Regions from separate parts of the Mus musculus genome. Here all the other regions are linked to region 4. Evidence: chromatin contacts called from public promoter capture Hi-C data. All regions are on one chromosome and are shown on one strand. Each heading gives the region's core, a stretch centred on a gene start, on an enhancer-like site or on the middle of the called end of the contact. The rest is flanking DNA. Distances are from core to core; before and after follow the strand shown. Region 1 holds the start of Ddx10 (DEAD box helicase 10). Region 2 holds the start of Rnf214 (ring finger protein 214). Region 3 holds the start of Atm (ataxia telangiectasia mutated). Region 4 holds the start of Zw10 (zw10 kinetochore protein).

Evidence for each region. Promoter capture Hi-C pulls out the DNA fragments that hold promoters and counts their contacts.
Region 1: a contact with region 4 is called in a promoter capture Hi-C map of liver, with 6 times the contacts expected there. The contact joins the promoter of Ddx10 here to the promoter of Zw10 in region 4. A contact is called at or near these places in 2 of 39 promoter capture datasets (erythroid cells and liver).
Region 2: a promoter capture Hi-C map of liver shows a contact between it and region 4, with 4 times the contacts expected there. The contact joins the promoter of Rnf214 here to the promoter of Zw10 in region 4. A contact is called at or near these places in 2 of 39 promoter capture datasets (liver and pre-B cells).
Region 3: a contact with region 4 is called in a promoter capture Hi-C map of pre-B cells. The contact joins the promoter of Atm here to the promoter of Zw10 in region 4. A contact is called at or near these places in 2 of 39 promoter capture datasets (liver and pre-B cells).

What each region holds. Positions count from the first base shown.
Region 1 is chr9:53,242,621-53,250,477 of GRCm38.p6, reverse strand. It overlaps Ddx10 (DEAD box helicase 10), which reads left to right and starts at 2,366. Exons shown (of 18, transcript NM_029936.2): 1 at 2,366-2,660. The coding sequence starts at 2,475.
Region 2 is chr9:45,903,265-45,910,693 of GRCm38.p6, reverse strand. It overlaps Rnf214 (ring finger protein 214), which reads left to right and starts at 3,783. Exons shown (of 14, transcript NM_178709.5): 1 at 3,783-4,342; 2 at 5,775-5,888. The coding sequence starts at 5,782. Pcsk7 (proprotein convertase subtilisin/kexin type 7) reads right to left here and starts at 4,125. Exons shown (of 17, transcript NM_008794.2): 1 at 3,655-4,125; 2 at 2,043-2,166; 3 at 958-1,434; 4 at 185-319. The coding sequence starts at 1,422.
Region 3 is chr9:53,531,665-53,538,712 of GRCm38.p6, reverse strand. Atm (ataxia telangiectasia mutated) reads left to right here and starts at 2,042. Exons shown (of 63, transcript NM_007499.3): 1 at 2,042-2,150; 2 at 4,747-4,848; 3 at 4,941-5,053; 4 at 6,937-7,048. The coding sequence starts at 4,777. Npat (nuclear protein in the AT region) reads right to left here and starts at 1,666. Exons shown (of 18, transcript NM_001081152.1): 1 at 1,525-1,666. The coding sequence starts at 1,561.
Region 4 is chr9:49,051,296-49,058,239 of GRCm38.p6, reverse strand. It overlaps Zw10 (zw10 kinetochore protein), which reads right to left and starts at 2,659. Exons shown (of 16, transcript NM_012039.2): 1 at 2,453-2,659; 2 at 463-597. The coding sequence starts at 2,557.

The DNA.
Region 1 (7,857 bases), core at 1,117-3,616, 4.2 Mb before region 4:
GTTTTTCTGCAATACTGTTCCAGGAAAGGTAAATAAAAATTAGGATTTTCTCCTCCATGGTTTTTCTTTTACAGTTTCTGATTGCTTATTCAAAATATAGGGAAATTGACTGGAGATGCAGCTCAGCCTATAGGGTGCTTGTCCAGCATACCCAAGATCCTGGGTCTAGTCCCCAACACTGAAGAGAGGGTAGAATCCATCTCTTGCCTTAGTCATTGTTGATGCCCTTATCTAACTTGTCTTGTAATTTTCCCCGAGCTTTATATGTGAAGTTGCATTGTAGATGTATCAACAGGGGAAAGCCCTCCCCCTTTAAAAGCAAACAAATAAACAGGCAAAAAGCTGGATAATGGCAGTTCACCCTTGGATGTCTTCTGTTGGGCAGCTCTGGCTTACCATCTTTACTCTGTTCTCAGGACCTCTGCCTCCTTATCAGGATTTAATGAACTGTTCTACTTTTGAACTCACTTGTCCACTGTTTCTGTCTGACTGGGTTTCATTGGTAGGATCTGTGGGATAAGAACTCGATGTTGGTCTCTGATTTTGAGAGCTCCAACATTTGTTGATTTTTCTGGCACCTTTGCATCAATACCAAGTCCTCCTGAGTTTATTGGCTAGACAGTTATAGCCCTCAAAGAGAATATCCCAGTCACACTACAGGGGAGGGGTTCCTGAGGAGCTGAGAGATACATTTTTTTTTTTCATCAGTGGTGGAGCTGCCTAACATTGCTCATACTTTAAAAAGAAATCTCAATGGTCTGGATAATTATACTCATTGGTTCTCTAAGGGGTAGAATCCATTCCTTGCTTTAGTCATTGTTGGTGCCCTATTTCACTTGCCCTTGGAAAAGTTCACAAGACACATGGTGTTTGTGTGTGTGTGTGTGTGTGTGCATGTGTGAGTGCATTTAAAAAGTATAGTGATAGCAGGGTTTGGTGGCACACACCTTTAATCCCAGCACTTGGGAGGCACTTGGGAGGCAGAGGGATTTCTTAGTTCGAGGCCAGCCTGGTCTACAAAGTGAGTTCCAGGACAGCTATACAGAGAAACCCTGTCTCGAAAAACAAAACAAAACAAAACAAAAAAAGTGTAGTGATGGAAAATATGAAAAAAAATCTTGGTTTAACTTATAGCTATAGTCATAGTCGTGGAAATAAACATTTACTTAACTTAAAAATCATTATAGCTGGGCAGTGGTGGCACACGCCTTTAATCCCAGCACTTGGGAGGCAGAGGTAGGTGGATTTCTGAGTTCGAGGCCAGCCTGGTCTACAGAGTGAGTTCCAGAACAGCCAGTGCTACACAGAGAAACCCTGTCTTGAAAAAAAAAATCACTATAAAATATACAATGTGAATATTCAGTTAAGGCCACCCAGTTGTTAAAACTGAGAGTAAATGTGATGGTTTGAATAAGAATGATTTCCATAGGCTCATATATTTGGAGTCACAGTTTCAAAACTTTGGAGTTTCAAAAGTCCATGCCAGGCACAGTGTCGCTGTTCATGCGTGCGTACGTGCGTGTGCGTGCGCACGCAGGTGTGTGTGTGTGTGTCTGTGTGTCTGTGTCCTGCCTATGGATCAGGATGCAGCTCTTAGGTACTGCTCCAGTGCCCACCTGGATGCTGGCATGCCTTCCCTGTCATGATGATAATGGACTAAACCTGTGAAACTGTAAGCCAGCCCAGTTAAATGATGCTTCTTTCTATAAAAGTTGCCTTGGTCATGGTGTCTCTTCACAGTAATAGTTCAGTGACTAACACAGTAATCATCTCAGGGTTTGGTTTTTGTTTTGTTTTGTTTTGTTTGTTTTTGACACTTTGTAAGATAAATGGTGATTGATGTTTAGGATGCTCTCCAGAGGCATCTTTACGATGTCTATGTGTAAGTGTATTTTTCTGTATTATGTAACTTTTTGTTAATTGAAAAGTTTGCTTTAAAGCATTTTGAGTCAACACGGTGGCATTTAACTGAAATTAGAGTATTCAGGAGGCAGGTGAATTCTTATAAATTTGAGGCCAGTCTGATCTACAAAGTAACTACGACCTACATACTCTATAACGTATAGCAGTGTACTCGCGAATGTTGGGCACACTTGAATCCAGAGTAAATGAAAAGCAGTACTTTACGCTGAGTATGACTTCACCATACTAGCAATAAGCAGTGTACTTGCGCTGTTTCCGGAAGCCCCAAGCACTCTCGGAAGCAGTGGAGCACGCCCAGTTCCTCCGTGCACGCTTTCCCCTGGCGTCTTAAGATCGCCCCGCCCAGCGGAAGCCAAATCACCAATCATCGTCCGCGCATTGCCTGTCGTCATTAATGTGTGCCCACTCTCCCCAGCTTGGGGGCGGGTTCCCGGACTTGCGCGTGCGCCCCTGCGCCTTCTCCACACGCTGGTTTCGCGTCTTCCGTGCTGTGCCTTGAGGAGCGAGGAGGCTCCCGTGTAGCGGCGTCGTGGGTCCTGGCAGCCCCCGCCATGGGCAAAACGGTTGCTTCTCTGGGTCAGGGAACCCGACCCGACCCGGTGCGGAGCTTTAATCGCTGGAAGAAAAAACACAGCCACAGGCAGCACCAAAAGAAGGAGCGGAGGAAGCAGCTAAAGAAGCCGGAATGGCAGGTCGAGCGCGAGGGGATCAGCCGCCTCATGCAAAACTACGAGAAGGTGAGGTGGGCTCGGGGCACGTTCGGCGGGGCTCTGGGGAGCGAGGGTGGGTGCAGCCCGGAGGTGTTGCCGCTGTGGTGGACTTAGGGTCAGGGTGGTGTGGGAAAGGGGCGGACCCGGCCAACGGGGCCTCACTAGTGGTCTGTTGGGTGTCGCTACCCAGGTCTGACTCTTCTACTTTCCGCAGTGCTGGGAAAAGTGATAGAAATGCGGTGACACTCCGGGTAGGGACATGTGGTGCAGCAGTGGTGACAGAACAGAGAGGCAATAGTGACCGCTGTGGAAAGAACCTAGCGGATGGAGTGAGAGCCTTCAGTAGAGTGCTAGCCCAACACGCAGGAAGTCCTGGGTTCAATCCCCAGCTCCACATAAACCGGGCACATATTGAGCACTAAGGAGGTGGAGGCAGGGGGATCAGAGGTGCAAAGTCATCCAAGGCTTTATAGCAAGTTCGAGGTCAGTCAGTGATACGTGAAACTTGGTCTCAAAAATGAAATAAATAAGCTAAAATCTGGAGTGATGTAAGAAAACGCTGTTGTTCGTGGGAAATGTTTAAAATAATAGAAATATCTTTAAGTACTCTCCATGTTTTATATTCTTTGCCCCTATCTTGAGGTGTGGATGGATCCTAGTAGTCCATTTAACGGATAAGAACTGTAGAGTTTGGAGAGGATAAGAAACTGGCCCTAATTTCCCACATCTAGTAGTGTGGAATTGGAACCTAGACCTGTGTCTGTTTCCACAGCTCTCGATCTTTAAGTTGGGAATTGGCTCTGTCCCTTAGCATCATCTTTTGTTCTTTGTCTCATTGTCTTCATGGTTTTCACCAAGAATCAGTGGAAAGACAATGGAATGTGTTTGCCTCTTCCTGACATCAGCATCTTGTAGCCAGTGTTCCTAGATGAGTAGTCTCATAGTTAACACTTAGACAAGCTGGCGTGTTTTCCTGCCCTAGGTGTCTGCCCCTTAGGAATGTTACTTCTATCCATCCTCTTAAAACCCATATTTTCCAGCATTCATCTACCTTTCTCACCTTTCCAGTGAATGCCACCTTTCTAGTTTGGGATTTAATAGGTAGAATCATCCTGGAATTAAAAGTCATTACTTGCTATCTTGTAGCTTAAACAGCAACAGCAACAGCGACAACTAGATAAACTGTTCAGAGTTGGCAACATTTAAGAATTAGTTGGGGTTTTGACTTCAGATAATTTGATTCGGATTTGGCTCACCAGCTATATGACTTTGGTTACTTTTCTTACACTATTCACACCCTCCCCCCTTATTTTAAAAGGCTTAGTAGTAGTACCTGCCTCATAAGTTGTGAGGAATTAAGATAAAGTGTGGAAAACATTATTCACAATGCCTGTCATATAGAAAAAAGACAAATTAAAAAAGAGGCTATTATTAACAAATTGCTTTTGGATTTTGTTTTGAACTGTGACTAGAATTGCTTGGAGAATGTAGCCTTAGCCTGTGCTTGGTTTACTTCCGTGGAGCTGTGACTCCTTGTTTTGTTCTACCCAGAACTTTTCTGAGTTCATATCCTTATTTCTGCCTATGCTGAATGTCTTAGTTAGGGTTTTACTGCTGTGAATGAACACCATGACCAAGGCAACTCTTATAAGGACAACATTTAATTGGGCCTGGCTTACAGGTTCAGAGGTTCAGTCCATTATCATCAAAATGGGAACATGCAGCATCCAGGCAGGCATGGTGCAGGCAAGCTGAGAGTTCTACATCTTCATCTGTAGGCTGCTGGCTGAATACTGGCTTCCAGGCAGCTAGAATGAGGGTCTGAAAGCCCATACTCACAGTGACACACCTACTCCAATAGGGCCACTCCTTTTAATAGTGCTACTCCCTGTGCCAAGCTTATACAAAGCATCACATTCTACTCCCTGGCCTCCATCGGCTTGTTAAAACGTATGAGTCTATGAGTACTTGGTCGTAGCATAATAAAGAAGTACATTTGGTCCCATTTCCAAAGTCCCCATAGTTTATAGCAGTGTCAACAATTTAGTCCAAGTTCAAGGTCTATTCTGAGATTCATCCAATCACTTAACTCTAATCCCCAAAGAAAGACAGGAAACCAGCTGGGCAAACTCCAAACTCTGCATCTCATGTCTGATGTTAAAGTGGTCTTTAGATCTCAACTCATTTTCATTTATATTGATTGCAGTAAAGTTCTTTCTCCTGGGCTGGTTCCACTCTCTGTTAGCAACTTTCCTCTGCAGATATCCCACGGCTCTGGCATTTTTAACATCTTTGGGTCTCCAAGGCAACTTCAACATCACAGCTTCTTGTTTCAGTGTCTGGGATCTATACATGATGTTCTGGACTCCTCCAAAGGGCTTGGGTTACATCTCCAGCTCATAGCATTCTAGGCTCTGGTTGACTCCATTCCATTGCTGCTTCTGTTCATGGTGACCATCCCATGGTACTGGCATCTCCAATACACAGGGGTCTTCTGCTGCAACTAGACTTCACCAATAGCCTTTCATAGGCTTTTTCCATGGTGCCAAGTCTCAACTTTGCATGACCCCTTCAGTCCTCAGCTGTCAATTTCAGCTGAGGCTGCACCTTCACCAGTCGCTTTCCATGGCCTCTCACAGTGCCAACCTTCAGTTGCTCTCCATGATCCTTTTATACTTTCAAAATTGATACCCCTGGGTGATTCTTACACATTACCAAGTACAGCTGTAGCATGAGGGACAACTTTGACTATCTCTGAGAACATAGCTTCTTTGTGTTCTCAGAAAACATTTCCCAGATTTCACTTCAGTGATGCTGGTCTCTTCTTAATCACTGTTAATTTCTTAGGTCCAGCTAACTAACATTAGTTATCCCATTAGTCTCCTTCTCATCTTGACTATAAAGCCAGAGCCAAATGAGTGAAGCTGCTGAATTCTGTTTCCTGGGGCTTCAACATGGCTCCCTTGTTCTATTATAGTATCACCAACTTTCTGTTTTCAATGAATTTATTCTCTGCCTAATCTTGGTTATGCTAGAATTTGCTCTGTAGACTGACTTTGAATTCAGAGATCTGCATGCCTATTTCTTAAGTGCTGGGTTAAAGATGTCCACTACTTACGCATTTAAGTTTTTCTCTACTTGGAACTTGTTCTGTACCAGGATGGTCTTGAACTCAGAGATCTGCTTGCCTTTGCCTTCTGGGATTAAAGGTTTGTATTACCATGCCTAGACCTGAATTTAGCAGGGTGCAATCTTGTCCCAAGGTTACCATTCCCTTAATTCATTTTAATATCCCTGAATACAAGATTCAGTTCCATTTCACTTCCTGGTGCCCCTTTAATACTCAAATGATATATTTTATATTTTTGTTTTCTAAGCTTGGTATGCTTGTTCAAAATGCTCTTAATGAGATCTAACCAGAGAACAAAGTCTCTGCTGGGCTTTTTTGAGTCTTCCTTTGTCAATGCAATTACTATAAATCTTCTTTACCTTAACCTCATGTAGGCTTTTCAGATAAGGGCAAAAATCAGCCACATTCTTCACCAAAATACCACAAAAACAGTCTCTAGGACACATACTGAAAATCTTCTTCACTGAAATCTCTTGGGCCAGGTCAGGTCTGTACAGTTCAAATCACTCTCAGCAACAAAGTCTTCATATTCCTACAGGATAGCCCATTAAGCCTGAATTAAATCATTCCACTGCTGTCCAGATCCAAAGTTCCCAAATCCACATTCTTCCAAATAAAAGCATGGTCAGGCCTATCATACAATATCTCACTCCTGGTACTAACTTCTGTCTTCAGGTTTTACTGCTGTGAATAGATATACCATGATCAAGACAACTTTTTTTTTTTTTTTTTTTAAGATTTTATTTATTTTATATATGTGAGTACACTGTTGCTGTCTTCAGACACACAGAAGAGACTATCAGAACCCATCACAAATGGTTGTGAACCACCATGTGGTTGCTGGGAACTGAACTCAGGACCTCTGGAAGAGCAGTGCTCTTAACCGCTGAGCCATCTCTCCAGTCCCCAAGGCAACTCTTATAAGGACAACATTTAATTGGGGCTGCCTTACAGGTTCAGAGGTTCAGTCCATTGTCATCAAGACTGGAACATGGCAACATTCAGGCAGACATTGTTCTGGAGGAGCTGAGAGTTCTACATCTTCATCTGAAGGCTGCTAGCAGAATACTAGCTTCCAGGCAGCTAGGATGAGGGTCTTAAAGCCCACACTCATAGTAACATACCTACTCCAATAGTGCCACTCCTTGACCAAAGTATGTGCAAACCATCACACTGAATGTCTTCATATTTGTGTTATACAACACTATTAAGGCTAGAAGTTATTATCTTCTCTACTATACCTCAGCCTTCCTAAATGAAATGAGTGATCTAATTAATTTTCTGTTGTCTTTTTTTTTTTTTTTTTTGGGCAGCAAGACCACTTACGCTACCTTTGATAGTCTCTCAGTGTGAATCTCTTCCTTTTCCTCCAGCTTGAGGGTTCTAATCCTTGCTTGTGACTGTCTGGGTTGTAGGAGAATATATGTGTGGGAACATTTGTATTTTGGGAATGTGTGTCTGAGGATAAGTTCAGCTCTTATCTGTGAGTGCCTATAAAATAAAAACAAGTTTCATAGTTCTAGTATATAATAACACAGTAAGTATTTTCATTCCAAAAGGGAGCAATGGAATCATAGCAATGAATGATTTGACAAATGAAGGAATCATCTGGGCTCCAAAGGGCTTGGGTAGCTCCATCTCTGTGGCTTTTTTTTTTTTTACCTGCAGTACACATGCCCTTTCTCTTGAGTTAGCTCCCTTTATGTCTGAACTTTTATCAGTGGATGCCCCATTGTCTAGTATTTTGTGGCTCCCATCATAACTTAGGCTTCATCATCACACATTCATGTGATGGCTCCTTAGGGCCTTCTTGCAGAGACTCTGACCTGCTACTCATTCACCTGGCCTTAGTGGGTCTCTGGAAGCTTAGCATGAGCCTCCATGACTCCCTGTGCCTGTAAGACTAATACCATGTGGGTGACATTGCCAAACTGCAAGGTCTGCTGTCAATTTGAGATATAGTCTGGCTTCTTTTGGATTACAACTTCTTTATGTTGACCCCATGAGGCACTTCCTAGGTGGTTGGTCAGAGCAGGGAGCTTCTGTAGTGGCATTCTATGACTGTATTTTCCTTAGATAGAGACTTCCGTGAGA
Region 2 (7,429 bases), core at 2,534-5,033, 3.1 Mb after region 4:
CAGGAATTAATGCTATAGACCAAAGTCAACTTCCGGGCCTTAACCGCAAGTCTGGAAAGCTGACTGAGAAAGGAGGCAGAACACTATCCCCTCCCAGGCTGTCTGCTTTGGCTCAGTGCCTTCTAGGAAAGGGAACAAAAGGGAAGGAGCAGGGTGGCAGCAGGGCTCACTTCAGGCCACTCACGTAGTTGGGTGCGATGTCCTGGACGGTGTGTTCCACTCCGTCATCCACCACCACCACTGTCACCCCACGCCCAGTTACATTTCGCTCCCACACACCTGTCACATTGATGTCTCTTCCTGGGCTCCGCCGATTATTCTGTAGAAGACAGAAATCAACCGACATACAGCTCAGTCCAGAGAGACAAGTTAAAGCTACCCCTTTCCTTGGCTTTTATTAAAGAGCCAAACAGAGGCTACAGACCAACAGGTTAGTGGGGAACAGAGTCCAGATGGGCACATGAGAGTCCTGTCCCTCCGATCGATTCTTGGTCTCACTTGTAGGCAACTCAAGGACAAAGTGGTAGCTAGGGCTAATTGGTAATTATTATGCAGTAAAGTTTGCAATCAGCCAATACACAACAGGGTTCCCCATGAGTAAGACACTTTTCTAAATGCTTCACATATACACTTACTTGTTTTAACAGTAACTCCATGAAATATGCACTGCTACAACCTCCATTTTACAAGTGGGGCACAGAGGGGTATAGTTCAGCCAAAGGTACATGCTAGAAAGTGGAAGGCTAGAACAGGAGTGCAGTAGACTAGCTGCAGTTGAGTGCATACACCCTCAGCACTGCCCTGCTCTTCACAGCAGACAGGGAAGGTATGGACTAAGAGCAAACTATATTCCCAATCCACAGACATGCCCCCTTCAGTATAAGTACAGGGGAGTGGGAGAAAGCCTCAGTCAAAAGCACACTAGAGAAGGCCCTGTCTATCTGAGGCTGTACTTACCAGGTGCCACTGTTGAGGGTACTTGGGATCATTGAAGTGGATACTGCGCTTGGCCCTCTTCAGCAGCGTTTGCTCCGAGTGCCAGCGCACAGCTTCATGCCTGGCTAACACAGCCTCTGCCTGTTGCCGCATGGCCTCCACCTCCATGGCTTGCCTATGCCCAGTAGGCTGGACAAAGAGGTAGTGCCCCTGGAGTTCTCCAATGCGCCCAGCATTCACAAGCCCTGCTGCCTGGGCCACAGCATCGGCCTGTTGCGTCAGACTCTCTTCCTTCCTCTCACCTTCTAGGCTGTCCAGATGTACGGCCCAGCTCAGCCCCCCTGTGCCCAAGATGTCAAGCCCACCTGCCTCTGATAGGCCCATGACCTGGGGAACCAGAAAGAAGATGGCTAATTCCAGCCAGAGGCAGATGGGCAGGCCCAGGTGGGCATCCAAGTGTGGGACTTTCTGCCTCCCTTTCGGCATCAGAACAGCAGGCTGCAAACAAAGGAAAAAGAATCAGCAAAAAAAGGCCAGCAGCTATAGGAAACTCAGAGAGTGACTAGGTCCATCAGTGTGTTCCCCTTGGGAAGCCCAACACGCCTCTTTCAAGTGGTTAGTCACTTGATATTCATAGTCTCTTTCCCTCCCCTACCAAGTACATTTGTCCCTAAGCAAAATGTTAACCCCCAGGTAGAGTATGAGCCAGGGCTAACCCCAGTGGATGACTCCTACAGCACAATGGCCCATCCCTTGGTGCCCCCAATAGCCTGGCATCATCCAGGTGCTTGCTTTGGGCTGCTCATTCAGTTACTCCAAGTACATATCACTCCCATGACTGACAACATCAGGACCCCTCCTCCTCCTCCTCCTTCTCTTCCTCCTTCTTTTTTAAAAACATGATCTCACTATGTAGCTCTCTCTGGCTGTCCTGGAACTCACTATGTAGACCATCAGGCTGGCCTCAAATTCACTGAGATCCACCAGTGTCTACCTGGGATTACAGGCATGAGCCATCACACCCAGCTCTATCTCCCTCTTATTTACAGACAACATAAGTCTTTTTCCCAGTGGACTTCTATCTCCCATTGTGGAGCCATTCCTACCTGGGCTCTCTGTGAAGTTTAGGTCCTGGCCTGGGTAACCATACCACACTCATCTTGTGAAAATGGAGGGAGATGTCACCTTCACTGTGAGCAGTGAGTGTCGACTGGGAACACAGCTGCAGACCTGTGGACCCCAAGTACAGAAACAACAACAAAAAGGTGTCCCACTAAAGCCAGCAAAGCAGAAACTAAAGTGAAGGCCAGGCCTGACCAGTGACCAGTGTTAAATGTCATTTCCAGGGATCTAAAACAGGCCACAGACTAGGAGACATTCATCACAATAAGGCCACACCAATACAGAACCCAGATACCCCACTTCTTAACCTATCATGTTATTTTCATTTGCTTCTTTAAGGGCTTAGCAAGACCTAACTGTCAATCAGGGAGAAAGCCAGATAATGGAAATAAAATGTAGTATAAGTGCATGTGGGTAACTGGGAGAGAGGAAATGACTGGCAAGAAGGACTAAGGAGCTGGCCCCGTCTCACCAAGTTGGATTTTCAGTGAGGGCACAGGCTCCAGCCCTGTCTTCAACCACTCAAAGGGGAAAAAACCCCACCAAATTAGAACTTTCGAGCAACTGTGGGGGCAGGAACAAGGCACATGTGGGGTCTTGAGCTCATTTAAAACTCACTACTGTCTACCAAGCCCACACTGCAGCAGTCTTGGTGTCCAGACATACACTTGGATGGTACCGACTTAAAACATTCTGGAAAGACTGTTTTACCAAAGACTCCTTGGACCTCCCTTCCTCTGTATACCAGGCTGGCCTGGAACTCAAGAGAGCCAGCCTGCTTCCGCTTCCAGAGTGCTGGGATAACAAAGGTGTGTGCCACCAACATCCGGCTTAAACAAGCTTTCTTTATATAATAAAGGTTGGCTGAGAACTCTTGCTTCCACCCCTTTACTGCTGTTATTATAGGTGTGGGCCACCATGTCCTTAAGTTCCATGGCATATTTCCTATTACATTCTTCCTGCCCCTGGGGCTGCTTCAATTTGGCCCAAGATACCCAGGTGTCTTCCCTAGTCTGCATATAAGTAAATCCAAAGTCTGGTTTGATAGCAGCCATCCACTCAGGCAGGCTCCTACAATCTCTGTAGGTTCCAACAGAGATTTCTGGAAGAGAAACCGAGTTTTGTTTTTGTTTTGTTTTGTTTGTTTGTTTGTTTTTTTCTCCCTGTGGTCCAGAGGCACAGCAGCACTTATTCTCAGACCTCTGAGCAAGAAATCTTAAGCACTTTCTGAAAATAGACTCCCATCACCCTCAACTAAGGTAGACGGGCACCTTTCCTGCTCAAGATTCTGCTCTTAAACCACCGTCCTTCAAGCCCCGCCTCCCCACTCACAGGAACCAGGGTCTGTACAGAGTGAGTTTTCTGATGCCCCCACTCCCACGCGGACTCAGCTGCTCCGTGCAATGTGCCTCTCTCTCCTTAGGACCGATGCTGTCCGGAACCTACGACCCGGAGACCCGGTCCCTCTGGGGTCGCCCACGCCAGGACCCAAGGTGCCCTCAGCGAAGGACCTCCTCCGCAGACGCCGACCAGCCCCGGTCCATGGTCCCCCGTATATCCGAGGTCCAGCCTCCACTACATTTCTTCCCGACTCACCCACAGCCTCTGTTGCTACTGTCGCTGCTGCTGCTGCCGCCGCAGCCCCCACCCTACGGAAACTCTCGGCTTCCCCGGAGCCGGAGGCGCCACTGACAGCGACATCACTTCCGCCCGGCGCCGCAGCCAATCAGCGGCTGGGCCTGCGGCCTCTTGACCAGCGGGCCGAGCTCCGGGCGCTCCGCCGACAGCTTCTGTCACAGGCCCGTGAGGGCTGTGGGAGTTCCGGCGCCTCGAATCCTCGTGTCCTCCGCCACAGGACCCCCTCCGCCACAGGGCCCTCGTCCTTCATGGCGTCCTCTGTAAGGACCATCCCGGTTCCGACCTCTAAACACCCCTCGCGGCTCTTCTCCGTCGGACTGCCATAGCCTTGACTCTTCCCCATAAACTCCTCAGAGAGGCTCTCGCCTCCATCCGGCCGCCGTCTCTCTGGCCCGCGTGTCCCTCGGGCTCCGCTTGGGTCTCAGGGCTGGTCCCCTCAGCGGCTCCGTTGTCCGGTCGCTGTCCGCGCCTGCCGCCAGAGGGCGCCGTCGGTGGCGGCCGCTCACCCCGCGGGTTCCGCTCCTCTCGCCGCCCCGGCCTCGCCCCCTTGCGCTCGCGCCGCCGGAAGTGGGAGGTGCCGCGCGCGGGCCAGCGCTCGACCCCTCCCCCAGGCTTGGCCGCCCCCTCCCCCGCTCCGCCCGCTCAGGTGCGTCCCTTCCCTCCCCCCCGCTTGGCTCCCCGGGGGCGCGGCGCGGGAGGTGTGTGCGGGGCGGCGCGCGCGGGTCGGGACGGCGGGACTAGGGGGGCGCGGCGGAGGAGGAGGGGGCGGCGGGGAGGGGGCGGCGGGGACAGGGGCGGGAGCCCGGCCTGGGAGTGGGACGGGAGCTGGCGGCCGGTGAGGACGGAGGGGAAGGGGTGGAGGTGGCGCTGGCCAGTGCCAAGGGCCAGCGTAGCGGCAGCTCCCTGTGAAGAGTGGCGGTGACCACCCGGCGCAGCTTCCCCCCATTGTCCCCTTCTGCGTCGCCGCCTGACTGGTGACCATCACTGCCTTGCGGGATTCCCTTGGGCACACTGGGCTCTTGAGCCAGATGTGCGACCCCACCCCCCATCCCTCTCGTTTGGGGCTCTAGCTGCGGAGTTTCACGTATGACCCTTGCCCTAAGGTTTTCGTTTACTGGGCATCGGTGACCCAGACCTTGTTCCCTGTTGGAGGCAATGATCTCGACCCTATTGTAGGCAGACTGATTGCATCCGAGATGCAATAATGGCGTTTCAGGGCCCATTTTCACCTAGGAGCTTTTTATTATGAGAGGAAACTGAGGCACTGAGCTGTGACTATTGATTCAGCCCGACTCGGTATCTGCTCTTGTGCATTCTTCTGGGTTCAGAGATATTCTATTCATGGGATGCTGTCAAAATAAAAGCAGGAATGGGAACTAATCCTACTTTTACCACCTAGTTTTTCTTGTTACCATAGAAGGCCGAGTTTATTTTGCAGCAAAAAAGATGCTCTTAAAAATAAAAATGTAAAAAACCGTCTTCTTGGGTTCCCTTACTTGAGTTACCATGTTTTTCAACATCTCCCTTTTCTCCTGGAGTAACTGAGTAGTAGCCTGTGACTCAATGGTAACTTGTTAGTGGGGCGTTGGCAGATACCAGACATTCCCATCTGTAGGAAAGGAATACTGTCAGGCTAAAAGACACCCCACAGAGATGGTCCGGGGTGACTTGTTCTTGGAAACACCTCACATAAACCCTATCACTTAAATTAATAGAGAATGCTTTGACTGCAACAGCCAAAAGGGATTTAAACATATTATTGAATCTTGGCCAAAAAGGTCAACTTTAATAAATGGAGGTAGGTATGTGGACCATTCAGAAAATTCTTATCAGATTATCGTCTGTTTGGAATGACTGCATTTCTGTCCAGAACAAAAGTAGTCTGCCTTATGTTTATGTGTATGACAGCGCCTGAGGGCAGTGCTGACTGGGACTTATGGCCGGAAGTGGCTCTTTTATTGCCCTCCTGCAGAATACTCTTTCTTAGGTGTTTGGAGGAACTGACACAGTGGGCATTATGCAGAGGAAAGCTTTCAGCTTTGTCACCTGTGTCCTTTGGTTTGTTTCTGAATGTCCAGAGTGCAGATGGCGGCCTCTGAGGTAGCTGGCCTTGGGGCCGGTACCCCGAGTCCTTCGGAATCTTCTGCTTTGTGTGCATCCAAGTCCGATGAATCTCTCCCAGATGGCCTAAGGTAACTTGCAGACTCTTGAGGAGAAAGCTTACTTGGGTAAGGGGCTTTTGGGATGGGCTTCTGAGCATCTCTTCTTTCCTCTTTGGAGGTCTAGTGACATTTCTGCAGATTAAGGGTTTTTTCCCTCCTTCAGATTAATTTTTCTTTTTAAGTAGAGACTGCTTGGTTTTTGTACGGTATCCTACATGTCAACTGATACCTAGGTAGGCATGCTAGGTTAAGACAGTTATCAACACATCATAAATGTATATATTTCCTTGATTTATCCTATACCAACTCTTTGTTCATTTAACTATTCTTGTGTGTCATGCTCTTTTTTTTTTCTTGTTTTAGACAAGGTCTCCCTTTGTAGCTCTGGCTGGCCTAGAATTCACTGTGTAGACCAGGCTTAACTCAAACTCAGAGCCATCCACCTCTGTTTCCTGATTACTGGGATTAAAGGGATAAACTACTATGTGTGTCCATACTCTTGTCTTTACAAATGATCATTTATTATATATTATGTGTGATGGGGTGGGGAGGTGTGTGTACATTTGGAGGCCAAGAGGACAGCTTTGTGGAGTTGCTACTTTCCTATTATGTGGGTTCTTGGCATCAAACTCACGTTACCAAGTATTTGTGGAAAAACCTTTTTCTCCCGAGCCATTTACTGATTTACAAGATACTTGGTTATATAGGTAGATATACAAAATACCAACATAATCACATATGTGTATCTATTCATATTTATATCTGTTAATATATCTTAATGCTTACTGCTTCATATATATTATGCCTTTAATTAAAATGTATTCTTTTTTCTTCCATCCACATTCGTTTTATTATATGAATTAATTTATTTTTTCTTCCTGAGACAGGGTCTCACTATGTAGCTCTGGTTGACCTGGAGCTGACTGTGTAGACAAGGCTGACCTTAAACTTACAGAGATCCATCTGATTCTGCCTCTCAAGTGTTTACATTTAGTGTTTGTGTGTAACATACATGTCACAGTTTTCATGCGACGATCAAGAAAATCTGGCAGAATTGGTTCTCGTCTCTCACCAGGGGAATCCCAAGTCAGGTGGTGAGGCTTGGTCAGCTAGTGCCTTTACATGCTGAGCCATTTCACTAGCTTCAAGACTCTTTGTTGCTGTTCGTTTTTGAGACAGAGTCTCTTGTAGCTCAGGCTGGCCTCAAATTCACTTTGTAGCCAAGTGTGTGGGGTACCACACTTAGCTTTTTCCTCCAAAGTCTTGAAAGCAGGAGTTGTAATTACCTAGCTTTGCCTCTTAAGACTGTCTAATACACTGTTATGTGCAATATTGAATTAAATTGACTAGGGGATCTGGGACCTAATATAATAGGTAACACTGTACCAACAGCTGTGTGTACATTAACACATTCAACCCTCATGCAAGTCCCAGAAGGCAGGTATTAATGTTCCTATAACAGGTGAGGAAACAGACAGAGAAGTTAGTGACTTGCCCAAAGTTACAAAACTGTGTTGGAGTCAGGATTTGAACTCATGAACTCTGACGTAAGAGTCAATAGATATTTGTTT
Region 3 (7,048 bases), core at 793-3,292, 4.5 Mb before region 4:
TGAGTTTCTAGGCATCAAGAGAATAAGTTACCTTGTTAGTGGGGCAGAAACATAATTATTCCAATTAGAAAGGCCCTGTCATTTCCTTAAGGTTTTCTTAACAAGGCAGGACTTTCTCTTCAGGGGATATGCTGACAGTATATAAAGCCCCTCCCCACCCCCTTTCTTACATGAAGGAATGACATCCTACTTGTATCTAATGAAATCAGGGTTGCTATTAAGCATCCCATAAAATCTGAGGAAAGAAAACATGGAAAAATCCTCATAAAAATTATCCACTTTTCAATGTTCATACTACCAAACTCCAAAAGCCACTTTTGAGGCTATGATCATGGAATTTTATATGGATCACAAGACTGCTAAAAGTCGCAGTTCTTACCTAAACAATACGTATAGGTGGGGAGAAAAAAAATCATGTGAGTCTACTTTTAACCAATTTTGTATGAGCCTAATTTTAAAATTACAAGAAAGCTAAGTTTAAAAATCACAGGTATAAATTTAACTATCCAAGTCTGATGAAGATGAAAACATTCAAAACACTAGTTTTTGTATTTAAGTTTCTCAAAAAATGGACAGTAGAATCGTACAGAGCCTCTTAAATAAGTCCTGCCTAATGTGCAATTTTTATTTTTTGGACAGGGCTGGGCACAAAGCAAATGTTCGTAACGGCTGTGGAAACTATGGAATGAGTCCTCATACTTCGACCACTTTCTTTTAGAGATGTCCCAAATAACGTTTCAAAGTCACTGTCCAGTTTTGAGCCTAAGAGGCTCTTGTTCCCTACAGAACAATCCCTTTTATTCTTTCACAGGACAAACAACGAAAACAGTCTTTTCCAGAGACAGTATCTCCCGACCAACCAGTGGTCTATGAACAAACCCTTTTCGAAAATGGAGGAAAACGAGGGCTAGAACGTGTGCAACCAGAAGTCAGTCGTCGTACCTCCTAAATATTTGCTCAAGAACACGACACGCTGCCGTTCTGAAATATGCAATTGGCGTTTCAAGCCACTATGGTGGGCCAGGGGTGTGGGGCCCTCCCTGTGTCCCAAATTCCCAGTGCTAAGGTCGGGTTATGGGTAAGGGCGTCGGAAAGTCTTTCCACAAGGCTGGGCGGCCGGGGAAGCGGGGGTCCCCCCGCCTTTTCCTTTATCAGTCCCGGCTCTTGACAAGGGAAAGGGTAGGGGACACGCAGCCTCGTCCATCACGCAGGCGACACTCCTTCAGGTGTCCCAGCGGGCCTGGCTGTGCCTCGGAATCCAGGCCCCAGGTGTTCCCCGCCGAGCTTCTTTCTCCCTTCGGCTGCCCCCATCGCGCAGCAGGAGGAGAAGGGACATCCCTACACCGAGGAGCTTCGACTGTCCCAAGGCGCCGAGGGACCGAGCCTCTCCGCTAGTCTGAACTTGGACGGGAGCAGACCACTCCTCAGAGCTTCCCCACCCCGAGCAGCCCTCCCCCTCAGCCCCTGGTCTTTCCGTCCCCTCAGCCCGGGTCCGATCACCCGCCCTCCCAGGCCGCCGCTTACCCAATACCAGCCTGGCTACATCCGAGGGTAACAGCATGATCCGAGCTGCACAGGGAGCGGCCTGAAGGGACGAGACTCAACTCAAAGCAAACACGGCGACAGCCCCGGCGCCGCCGCATCTCCCGGTTCCACTGGAGGTGCTGAACCCGCGGCAATTTGTCCCGCCTCTTTCGTGCCACACTAACCAATCGCTTCCGCGGGAGACAGAAAGGCGCCGAAATGAAACCCGCCTCCGTTCTCCTCGGAACCGTCGTCATTTCCGTCTGCGGAGGGTTGTGGCCAGAGAGGACCTGGTGGCCGGCTGTGGGAGCGTCGGCCCCTGGGCGGAGTTGCGGGAGCGAGGGCAATCGCCATTGGTGCGCACTGCGCAGGCGCGTTTCCTCAGGCCGGGAGACTGTTTTGAGGGGAGCGAGTGTTTTGAGTTGGAGAGCGCGTGATGCCTACGCGCAAGCGCAGTCGTGCGGCGGCGCATGCCGACTTCTTCCTTTGGGGCACCCGTGCCTTACCAACTTGCTGCTTTATAGAGCCGGAAGCGGGAAGGCGTGCGTACAGAACCAGCTGCTAGATCCGTGCACGCGGGAAAAGGCGAAGCGACCTGGGTTTGCATTGGCAGGCAGAATGCAGCGGTAGGAGCGAGGGACGAACGCTCGGGGACTTCTGTGAGGGGAAAATTCTCTTCTGAGCCCATCTTTCCTCAGCTTCCGAATGGCTCTTACCCCTTCTCTGCAGAACGGCCGTCATCTTCTCCCTCTTTCTGCAGACCCTAGATGGAGTGAGCCTAAATCTTCCCTTCTGCACGTCCCTCTTTCCTATCTGTCATCTTAAGGGTTCTGGTCGATCTAGATTTTTTAAATCTCATACTTTAGTCTCAGAGCGTTTATTTATATTTAAGCTACAGGTTTGCACATGTTCGTAGTTAAGAGCACTGGCCCTTGGAAATCACAGTCTCGTATTCTCATTGTCAGTTGTATTGCCTGTGTTGTCTGTAGTAGGTAAGTGGCAGCCACTCTGAGCCTTTGAAAATGTTTAACCTGCGCTCCTTCCCCGGTCCCACCCCCGCCACCTGGCACAGATAAGTAGACAGCTACTTTTTCAAAGCGACAATGTGATAGGAAAAACTGTGTTAGCCGAGGAAGGACTGGTTCTGTGGAAACTGAGCCTGAAAGAATCGACTTTGCTGCTAGATCTTGCCGGGTGTAAATTCTTCTGCAAGATGGTAGCGAAGCTTTCAGACAGAAGGAAGTGCATGGAAAGGCACAAAGTGTAACGAGCTCTTGTTATTGAGTGATACAGATTTTGCAAGTTTCCAGTGTATTGAAGCCAGAGGAAGGGATGAGAGCAAGAAGAGGAGGAAAAAAACAGTCATCAAATAGATTTATAAAGCGATCGTAAGAGAAGACAGTAACAGGATGACAGTTATACTGAATATTTGCTGTGTGTGTGTGTGTGTGTGAGAGAGAGAGAGAGAGAGAGAGAAAGAGAGAGAGAGAGAGAGAGAAAGAGTGAGATAGTAAGAGAGAGAAAGAGAAAGTAGGTGTGTGGTGGGGGAGAGGGAAACAGAAACGGAAACGAACTCCTTAAAGTAGATACTGGTATCATTTTCTCATCTAGCATCCAGAAAACAGGTGCCAGTTTAACCAACATGTTGCAGGTTGGATAACTGTTAATTGAATGGACCTGGATCCGAACAATACAGCCTGACCATAGAACCCACCCTTTTGCAACCCAGGCTAGCCCCTAACTCACAATTGTGCTGCCTGAGCCTCCCCTAGGCCTGCAATACCTGACTGAGCCCCAGTGCTTTTTACCACTAGCCAAGACTAACATGCCACAGGTGGGGTTATTTCTGGGAAGGGGAGATGTAATTATTGTCAAAATGCATCAACTTGACTGAACCCTCAAAAGGAAGATTTGATTTGTCTGTTCAGGGGCTGTTGCTTAGGAAGCTTTTTTAGTTGAATGTTGGGAGCTGAACTATGTTACTTGTTTTAATGTCTCAGCATTTGTTCACTTGATAGCTCTCTTCATCTAGTTGGATAGCTTTGGTTCTGCCACCCACCACTATTTGGTTGGTTGGTTTGTTTGTTTTTGAGTCAGGGTTTCTCTGTTGCCCTGGCTGTCCTGGAACTCTTTCTGTAGACCAGGCTAGCCTTGAATTCAACAGATCTACCTGCCTCTCTCTCTTTCCTTCCCTCCCCCTCCTCCCTCCCTCCCCTACTCCCTCTCCCTCCCTCCCTTCCTCTCCCTCTCCTCTCCCTCACTGCCCCCCCCTTTCTGCCTCTTTCTGCCATTCAGTTCATTCAGATCTTGCATTTACTTAATTCATAACAATTTAATCTAAATGATAAACTGTTGTAATTTGGGGGGGGGTATGAGCTTCTTTAGCTCAGTGTGGCATTGATCTCACTGAGGGTGACCTTAAACTTCTATCCTCCTTTCTTTACCTTCCCACTGGTATTGGGATTACACTAATGTGCTGTGGCACTCTCTGTTCTCTTCTTTTGTTTTCTACTGTATTTTGATTTCCTTTGAGGCATAAGTTGCAACTTGGAACTATGGATTAATACTTGTATCATCACCATTGTCACCAGATGTCTCCAAGAGGGTAGGCTGTGTATCAGTATGGTTCAGTTATTTTCTAGCTGTCCATAGCATGCCTAACCTGATACACTGTACATGTGAAACAAATATTGTTTGCTGTTATCAATGAATGTTTTCCTTTTTTTTTTTTTTTGTTTTTTGAGACAGGGTTTCTCTGTGAAGCCCTGGCTGCCTTGGAACTCACTTTGTAGACCAAGCTGGCCTCGAACTCAGAAATCCGCCTGCCTCTGCCTCCCAAGTGCTGGGATTAAAGGCGTGTGCCACCACGCCCAGCGAATGTTTTCCTTTTATAGAGATAATACTGAACTGTTTCATTTTATTCAAAATAATAGATTACCATGCTAGGCAAAGCACACATTTGAGAATTAGAGCCTAATTTTGATATACTTTAAGAAAATGTCCTATAGAAATGTTAAGAAAAATTATTGTGCCTTTGATCACAGTGTGCCTCTGCATGTATAGTTAGGTTTAAATGTGTAGTTAATGTCTAAAATAGTTACGTACAGGTCTAAAGTACAGCTTACTGGCACATCACATGTTTAGTATGCTTAAAGCACCAAGCCAGTCCTTAGCAAAAAAAAAAAAAAAAAATCAATGAAATTTGTATATTTCTTTTTACAGGTGAGGATGCATGTTCTGAAATCTTAAACCATGAGTCTAGCACTCAATGATCTGCTCATTTGCTGCCGGCAGTTAGAGCATGACAGAGCTACAGAAAGAAGGGTAATATAGTATTTGAAGTTGTTTTTCTTGAAGCAAATGTGTGATAGGTAACATAGTATGTTATTATTATTATTATGTTTTTTTATTTTCAGAAAGAAGTGGATAAATTTAAGCGCCTGATTCAGGATCCTGAAACAGTTCAACATTTAGATAGGCATTCTGATTCCAAACAAGGAAAATATCTGAATTGGGATGCTGTTTTCAGGTATCCTCTTTGAACTTGTGTTTCTTTTTCTGTTTTGTGATGCCATTTTACTCTTTAATTTTGTTTGCTGTATATCATTATGTGTTACATAGGAAGTTGACCCTTAGTGGTTATCTGAAAGTTTTAAAAACATACATAACACTGGAAGGTTTATGTCATTTCTTTGATAGAATATTTTAGATGTATATCCTGTAACAACAAGAAAGATGCATCAGGGTGCTGGCGAGATGGCTCGGAGGGTAAGAGCACTGACTGCTCTTCCTAAGGTCCTGGCTCACAACTACCTGTAATGAGATCTGACACCCTCTTCTGGCATGTCTGAAGACAGCTACAGTGTACTTATGTATAAAATAAATAAATCTATGGGCCGGAGCTAGCAGGGATGAGCTAGTGGGGCCGACCAGAGTGAGCAGAGGTTCTAAAAATTCAATTCCCAACAACCTCATGAAGGCTCACAACCATCTGTTCAGTTATAGTGTACCCATATACATAAAGTAAATAAATAATAACTAAATTGTTTTAAGAAAACAAGAGGCATCATAGGATTCCTGTCATACTGCTTTCTTGAGGCTGAGGCAGGAGGCCAGGCCAGTCTGGCTTTCATAGTGAGTTCTTGTCCTATCTGGTCTATATAGGGAAACTCTGTCTCAAATAGAGCAAAAACAACATGAGGATTCTGTTCATTTTTACTATAAGAATCTGTTTCAAATTTGTTTTAAACATAAGTTACAGTAGCTGGGCGATGGTAGCACTCTGGAGATGAGGTGGGCAAATCTCTGAATTCTAGGCCTGCCTGAGCCATAAAAGTTCCAGGACAGCCAGGGCTAACAGATCTTGTCTCAAATCAACAAAAAAGTAAGTTATAATATAAGTTTATCATTTTATTATTGCTGATTATAAGTATCTGGCATTAGCTTGGTATAATCATTCCACCCTGGATCATGACATCATTTTGCGCCCTATAAACACATGCAATTATAAATCGTCAGTTTACAATAAAACTTTTAAAAATTAAAAAGAGAAAAATACTAGCCAGGCGGTGGTGGTGCACACCTTTAATCCCAGCACTTCGGAGGCAGAGGCAGAGGCAGAGGCAGAGGCAGAGGCAGAGGCAGAGGCAGGCGGATTTCCAGCCTGGTCTACAAAGTGAGTTCCAGGGCAGCCAGGGCTACACAGAGAAACCCTGTCTTTAAAAAAAAAAAAAAAAGTTTAAAAATTTACTTTTTTGTGGCAGACTTGATACGTGTCTATATTGAAACTAAATTTTCAACCATAAGTTCATTTATAATTAAAAACAGATATTGTAAGACTTGTTGGGGAAAGAAAAAGGGCTTTATAAAAAATATTATTTATTTATGTGCTTCTGTAGACATTGGATATCCTTAAACTAGAGTTATATAGAGGTTGTAAGCTCTCCTCCATGGATGCTGGGTAGTGAACCCTGGTCCTTTGGAAGAGCAGGTGAGGACCCTTGACCATCTAACAGCCCCCAAACATTTTAAATTCATGTAGAATTTGACCTGAAGCTGGTTCATTGGTATATATGACACCTATAACCTTGGCTCTTGGGAAGGTGATAGAGGAAGATAATGCCCATGGGTGGGTGTACAATTACTGTTATCTGTTTTTACAAGCTGATTAGATAGGCTAGATGTGCAACCATTCCTGACCAGCTTTCAGTACTTTATAAGCAGCTTTCATTTAAAAACTAGAAATATAATAAACTGCTCATAATGTAAGGAAAGTTGAACAAGAGATTGTTTCATGTGTCTGGTTGGTACAACAGTGTGGTTTAAAAGATGTTTTGGGGGAAGATACACAGGAGTTTTTGAAGTGATAAAAGTATAAGCATTAATGAGGATATGATTTATTTTTCCTTGAAGGTTTTTACAGAAGTACATTCAAAAAGAAATGGAAAGTCTGAGAACAGCAAAATCAAATGTATCAGCCACCACACAGAGCTCCAGACAGAAGAAGATGCAAGAGATCAGCAGT
Region 4 (6,944 bases), core at 1,410-3,909:
ATCTTAAAAAAAAATAATCCGGGCTGGTGAGATGGCTCAGTGGGTAAGAGCACCCGACTGCTCTTCCGAAGGTCCGGAGTTCAAATCCCAGCAACCACATGGTGGCTCACAACCATCCGTAACGAGATCTGACTCCCTCTTCTGGAGTGTCTGAAGACAGCTACAGTGTACTTACATATAATCAATAAATAAATCTTTAAAAAAAAAAAATAATCCATCTAAATGTAAGACATTATTATCTTCACTAGGAGAAAAGTTAATAAGTGGTGTGACTGAGTTTGAGAAATATTTCTAATTTAGAACTGAAGTCACCCTACCATCATTTAGTTCAACCTCAATTTACCAACAAGGAAAGGAAGATCCTGAAATGTTTCACAGGATAGCCTTGGAAAACAAGAGGTTATTAATATGATGCCTCCCCTAAGAAACCTAAGTTTACCCGATACAACAATCTCTGCTTACCTCAGTCTCTATCCTGGATTTCAGCTGGTCGATGTCGTTAGATAGAGTGTCCACCTGGGTAACTAGGGCCTGCGCACTCTGCATGGTAGGCAGGAACTCACTGTACTTCTTGCTGATCATATTGCATACTTCACCCTAGAATACAAGACAGGAAGTGCATGACGATGAAATGAATCAGGAACCTCATTAAAATACACAGCCTCTTCCAATGTTACAACTTTATCAAGTTACCCACAGCCATGGGTTTCCTTTAAAAACATTCCATTCATCTGTAAAATGTAGGAAGCCAATTCCCAACCCCCAAGGATGGGCAAGATCTTGTACAGAACAGACTCCGGAAATGAGAAAGATGGAGTCAAACATTTCACAGTAAACTGTATCATACTTTGTCCACAAATTTTAATCATCTACCTAATTACACATAGAAATACATAATTTATATAGCTTAATTTACTAATTTCCATCTTCTGGGTTACAAAATTTTCATTTTAAAACTTCTCAAATGATAAGAGGGCTAGGGAGATGCCTCCAATGGTAAAGGTGCTTGCCACCAAGCTTGATGACCGAAGTTCAACTCCCGGGACCCACACTGTAAAACCAAAGAACTGACTCCCACAAGCTGTCCTCTGACCTCCACACCCACACTACCACACACATGCGCCCACAGACATACACACATGAATAAAATAAATTTTTATAAAGGATTGAGTCTTGTTATCTCCCTTAATTCAAAGCAACTTAATATCTTCTTGAACACGCTGCACGATGTAAATTATGCTTGCCCATAAACTAATTCCTTTTATGTAGGAAAGATACTATTCTCCAAACTGGCCAAAAAACGGGGCTGAAGTGTAATACTTCAGCAGTTACAAAGCATCCCAGTACAAAAGAGAAGACTCAGGAGAAAAGTCAGGCATTTGTTTTATGCAGGAGGCTACAACTGAGATGGAAGAGGTGTGTGTGTGTGTATGTGTGTGTGTGTGTGTGTGTGTAGAAATACATTTAAAGTGGTAAAAAGCTGGAGGTGCAAGGACTATGCCTGCTTGAGGCACAGAAAGTAGTTCTCAGTTGACTGAAGATTCAAACTTATGTATGAAACAAATACTAGTGCAATGTCCTCATCCTAGATCATTAAAAAACAAAAAACCGTAAGCCACACTACAGAAATGCCAGTGGCATGAATACATAAAATTAAGAACTCTAACATCAAAAATTGTTAGGAGCGGGTGGGATGGTGGAGACCTTCCATTTCAGCACTCGGGAGGCAGAGGCAGGCGAATTTCTGTGAGTTCGACACCAGCCAGTTCTACAAAGCTTGAATCCAGGACAACGAGGGCTATTACACGGAGAAACCCTGTCTAGGAAAAAAAAAAGAAAAGAAAAGAAAGAAAGAAAAAAAGAAGAAGAAGAAAGTTGTTAGGTAGCGCCTACCAAGTCCAGACTTAGTGAGGTACACGTCATTTTCAAAGAAAGCCACTGAAGACCTGGCTTGCCAGGTAGCACTAATACGAAGTAAAACTATGGCTGTGAGTTGCATATTCATGCCGGTACCAGCTCATCAGCCCTCAGCATGCCTCAAGTTCCGTGCGTGAAGTAATACTTTTATAAACATATTCAACCAGTTAAAAGAAAATCCGAGGAGAACGACGCGACTTTCCTAGAATTATTACATCCATCCATAAATGAAGGAGTGGGTAGAGATGACAGATAGGGCGGCTGTCCTGTCCTAAGTGGACATCCGGGCTTCCAGTCCCACCTCCGGCTCCGCAGGTTTCTTCAGTCTTCTCCATCAGCGGCTCACTTTTGCCCAACTTGGCCCCACTCCCCACCACTAAACAGCCACGGCCTTTCCTCCTCACAATCCCAGGCCCTGGTCTCCAACCGCTCTGCGGCCGTGCTCCAAACAGCCCCCCAACACTTCTGAGCCTCCAACTCAGGAGGCTCCGCACCCGGCTCTCCCCAGCGGCAGCAGCCTGTGGCCCGCCCTCACCTTGATCTCCTCCACCCGCCGGGTCAGGCGGCTGATCCTGGTGCCCAGATCCTCCTTCTCCAGGCTCCCCGAGTGGGCCAAGACTTCTGTCACGAAAGAGGCCATCGCCACGAAGCGTACCCACACAAACAGGATAGGTCAACCCCGCTGCCAGCGCCGCAGCTCCGGTCCCGCCAGCGGCCTCACCGCAGGGCCTGCCGGGAAACTGAGTTCTACGGGGTCCGGCGCTCGCGCACAGGAGAGGGTCACACTACAGTTCCCAGGAGGCCTCGCGCCGTCAGGCGTCCGCTGTTTCAGTGGCGTCTAGAAGGCACCAAAGTGCGCAGGCGTCATCTGCTCCCTACAGGTTTTCAAACGCCAGTCTGTTCCCGCCGGTTTTTTTCTTCTTGTATTTTGGGTAGGGTTGGGTTGGTTTCGCTAGAAACTGCGGAATGTTTCAGGTAATAATCCTTTATGGCCCTCCCTATACTCAGTAATCTCAGGTTTTCCTGTGAGATTATCTAGCTCGATACTTACAGAATCATCTCGATCTTTTTTGTTATTCATTCATTGGGCTCAGCAGCTAAGTCTACCCGAATTTTGCCCTCTGGAATTGTGCGAGAGAGTGACATAAGTGAAAGGATCCCCACAATTGCACCTTTCTAATAGTGTTTGTTAATAGTGCCTCATATTAAGTATATTGATACATGGATATGGTACAAATTTATACTTAGTGTAACGGTCCTGTAAGTGCTACAGACATTCTTTTATAAAACCTTCTTTCTAAGATACGTATGAATGTTTTGGCTGTGTCCATGGAAGTCAGAAGCAGGCAAGTAAGTCCAGTCCCTGAAACTGGACTTACAGATGACATGAGCCACCATGTGGATGCTGGGAATTGAGTCCTGGTCCTGAGTAAGGGCAACGAGTGCTTCTAGCCACCGGGCAATCCCCTAGAACAAGATTCTTATCACTTCCTATCAGAGATTACAAATAAATTTCACCAAAGGCTTTTTATCGTTGTTTAATTTTAAAGTTTTCAGTGATTTTTTTGGCTCTGTTTTGAGACGTGGTTTCTGTAGCCCTGGAAGGCATCAAATTCATAGCTATCTTCCTGCCTCAGCCTCCTGTATACAGGAATTATACACTTATTCCACTATGTCCAGCTAGCCATAGCTTTTTAGAACTATTTCATTGTTGAAGGTCAAAAGAGTGTTCCGCGAAGATGAGATCACTCGTTCACTTTGCAAAACAGGCTGACCTGAAAGACAGCCACTGGGCATTATTACCAACGTGACACTCTTTGTAGGAGAGGGATGCGTGCTGTAAGAGCATCCTTGTCCCCTTTATACACTTTTTGTTACTTGACCAGCAGAGCAAGCAAGTGTTTTACATAGCCAAATGGAATGCCATTAGTGCAGCAATACCATAAAGTATAAAATTAACAGAGACAAGGGTGCAGATACAGGTAATTCAATCAGTAGGGATTTAGAACAGATGTTATCTGTCTCCAGCATCCTTCCTGGAGCAGGCAATAAAACCAATAAACAAGATGTTTATTATACAAATGTCATCTTTTCTCTTGCTAATTTACCCTTTGTCCTTTTTTATCGTTGATGGCAGGGAAAATTCTTGCACTGAGAGCTTGACCTTTAACATTCTTCAACTGAGAGATCACTTAGTAGTTAAGAGAACTAGCCTTGTGGAGGACCCGGGTTCCAGTCCTATGTGAGGCAGCTCAAAAACACCTGTAATTTCAATTCGAGGGAATCCAATGTCTTCATTCGACCTCTGAGGGTTCCTGTACATATATGATGCACATATATACACTGAGACACATACATATAAAAGAATTACTAAAAATAATAAAATCGTCTCATTATTGGTATGTATTGCATACTTGGAGATATTCACACAGTATAGTATGATCCTTTTTTTCTAAGAAAATAAAATAGAGGTGCAGGCCATACATGGTCACACACAACTTTGGATTCAAGCTTTCAGCACTGAGGAGGCAAAGACAGGCGAATATCTGAGTTTGAGGTGAACCTGGTCTACTAGTGAGTGCCAAGCCTGCAGGGCTACAAAGACCTTGTCTCAAAAACTAAAGTGTGTGTTTAGGGTATGTGTGGTGTGTGATGTGTGTGTGTGTGTGTGTGTGTGTGTGTGTGTGTGTGTGTGTGTGGTGTCCTCTGGGTGGACTTTAATGGCTTATGCTGTTTCTTCGCATCCTTTTCTCTGCTTTCTGTTGTTCTGCAATAAACATGTACTGCTTTGATGAAAGCATCTTTCATTCTTTAAAAGGAGTCTTATGAGAGAGGACCTTAGGTAGATCCCGACTCCCAAGGTCCATTGCAACATTGGGTCCCTAAACCAATCAAGCTCATCCTAATAGAGCATAGGACAGGTAGTTCCTGTTCCATGGGGGAAGAGAAAGAATCTTGGGTTGAGAAAGCTTGTGCTCTAAGGTGGCCAGGCTGTCCTTGGAAAGCAGTTTTGCGTGGAGTCCTCTCAGCCTTACTTTAAATACTTGAAATGTTGCAAACAATAAATGCCCAATGACAAAAAAAAAATAATAATCCACAGATGACATTTCTGAAAACCTGCACTGTGCCTTCACTGAGGAATACTATGTGGCGAGTTCTGTACTAGGTCTGGAGCCCCGGTCACGTGACTTAATGATCACAAAAAACAACACAGTAGCTATTTTCAAAATAAGCAAGGGAGGGAAAAGACAGAGTGGGGAAGATTCATTAGGGGAAATTACAAAATTACAAATAATTTTGTGATTTTGCTTTTGGAGGGAGCTCATACAAATAACAAGCCCCAATGCTTAATTATTTCTTAGGAAAATGCAAAGACCCGGGAAATCCTGGGCGGGAGAGATGACTCCGCAGTTAAGGCACTGACTGCTCTTCCAGAGAACCTACATTCAATTCCCAGCACTCACATTGCAGCTTACAACTGTGTGCAACTCCAGCCCCAGGGGATCGGATATTCCCTTCTTGTTCTGTGGACACTCTACTCATACACATAAATAAATAGGCAGGCTTGGTGGCAGGCAGAGGCCTGATCTCTATGGTTTGTGGCCAGCCTGGATTATATGAAGAGTTCCAAGCCAGCCAAGGACTATATAATGAGATTATGCTAACCTCCAGCCAAAAAAAAAAAAAAAAAGAATAGTTTTGATTTGCATTTCCCTGATAACTAAGAACATTAAATTTTTATTTTTATCTTTTTATTTGTTTGTTTTGTTTTTCAAGACAGTTCCTCTTTGTAAGTCTGGCTGTTTTGGAACTCACTCTGTAGACTAGGATAGCCATGAACTCAGAGAAATCCACCTGGCTCTGCCTCCCGACTACTGGGATTAAAGGTGTGCGCCACCACCAAGATAAACATTTCTGTAAGTGTTTCTCGGCCATTTCTGTTTCACCTTTTGAGAACTCTCTGCTTAGTTCTGATTCCCATTTTTAACTTTACTTTCTTTTTTTTTTTAAAAAGATTTATTTATTATTATATGTAAGTACACTGTCACTATCTCCAGACACACCAGAAGAGGGCGTCAGGTCTCATTACAGATGGTTGTAAGCCACCATGTGGTTGCTGGGATTTGAACTCAGGACCTTCAGAAGAGCTCTTAACTGCTGAGCCATCTCTCCAGCCCTAACTTTGCTTTCTTGATGCCAAGTTTTTCTGGTTCTTTATATATTTTATACACCTAACCCTCTATCAGATGTACCTGATATAATGGTGTCCTTTATAAATAAGTAAATTAATTAAATAAGTAAGATGATGAATAATATAAGACAACACGGGACATCGACTTCTGGCCTCTACACACATACGCATGCACATGTATGCACATGCTACGCACACATACCCAAAAGCATGAAAAGAGAACACACTGGCCAGACCTTTATGACTTTGGTGCAATAAATCCCAGGTTTCTTGTGTTCTGCCATAGAGACAAGCTCTTAGCCAACATGCTGGGTCAATGCTGTGGCTGGGGACAAGAACCTGAAGTGGTCAAGTCCAAGTCACTTAACTTGAGGTTACTTCTGTCCCCTACCAGCCAGGACACCTTGCTAATTTCCCTAAAGTGTTTCACACAGTGTCAGAATAAAAATTCAGTGCCAAGCACCGAACTCAAAGCCTGGCATTTAGCCATGATCAGAAAGTGCAAATCACTTCCTCTCCCATCAGATCCTGTGGCTTAGAAGCAGCAACAGACAGAATGGAAGCTGGTATGATTGACAGCTACTTGCAGCTGACTTTGGATCAGCAGAGGACCAGCAGAGGGAGCACTTCTCTCCAGCGATGTTCTGAGTCTACCAGGCGGTAGGAAAATTCGCTTGGACTGAGGAATAGTAGTCTTCAAATGAATGGGCTTTCTGATCACAAAATATCAAACGACAAACTTATCTAATGTGTAAAGAAATGAGTAAGAAAATTAAAACACCAACACAAACCTAACATTAAGATAACAACAAATTAACATTTTGTTTAAAACAAA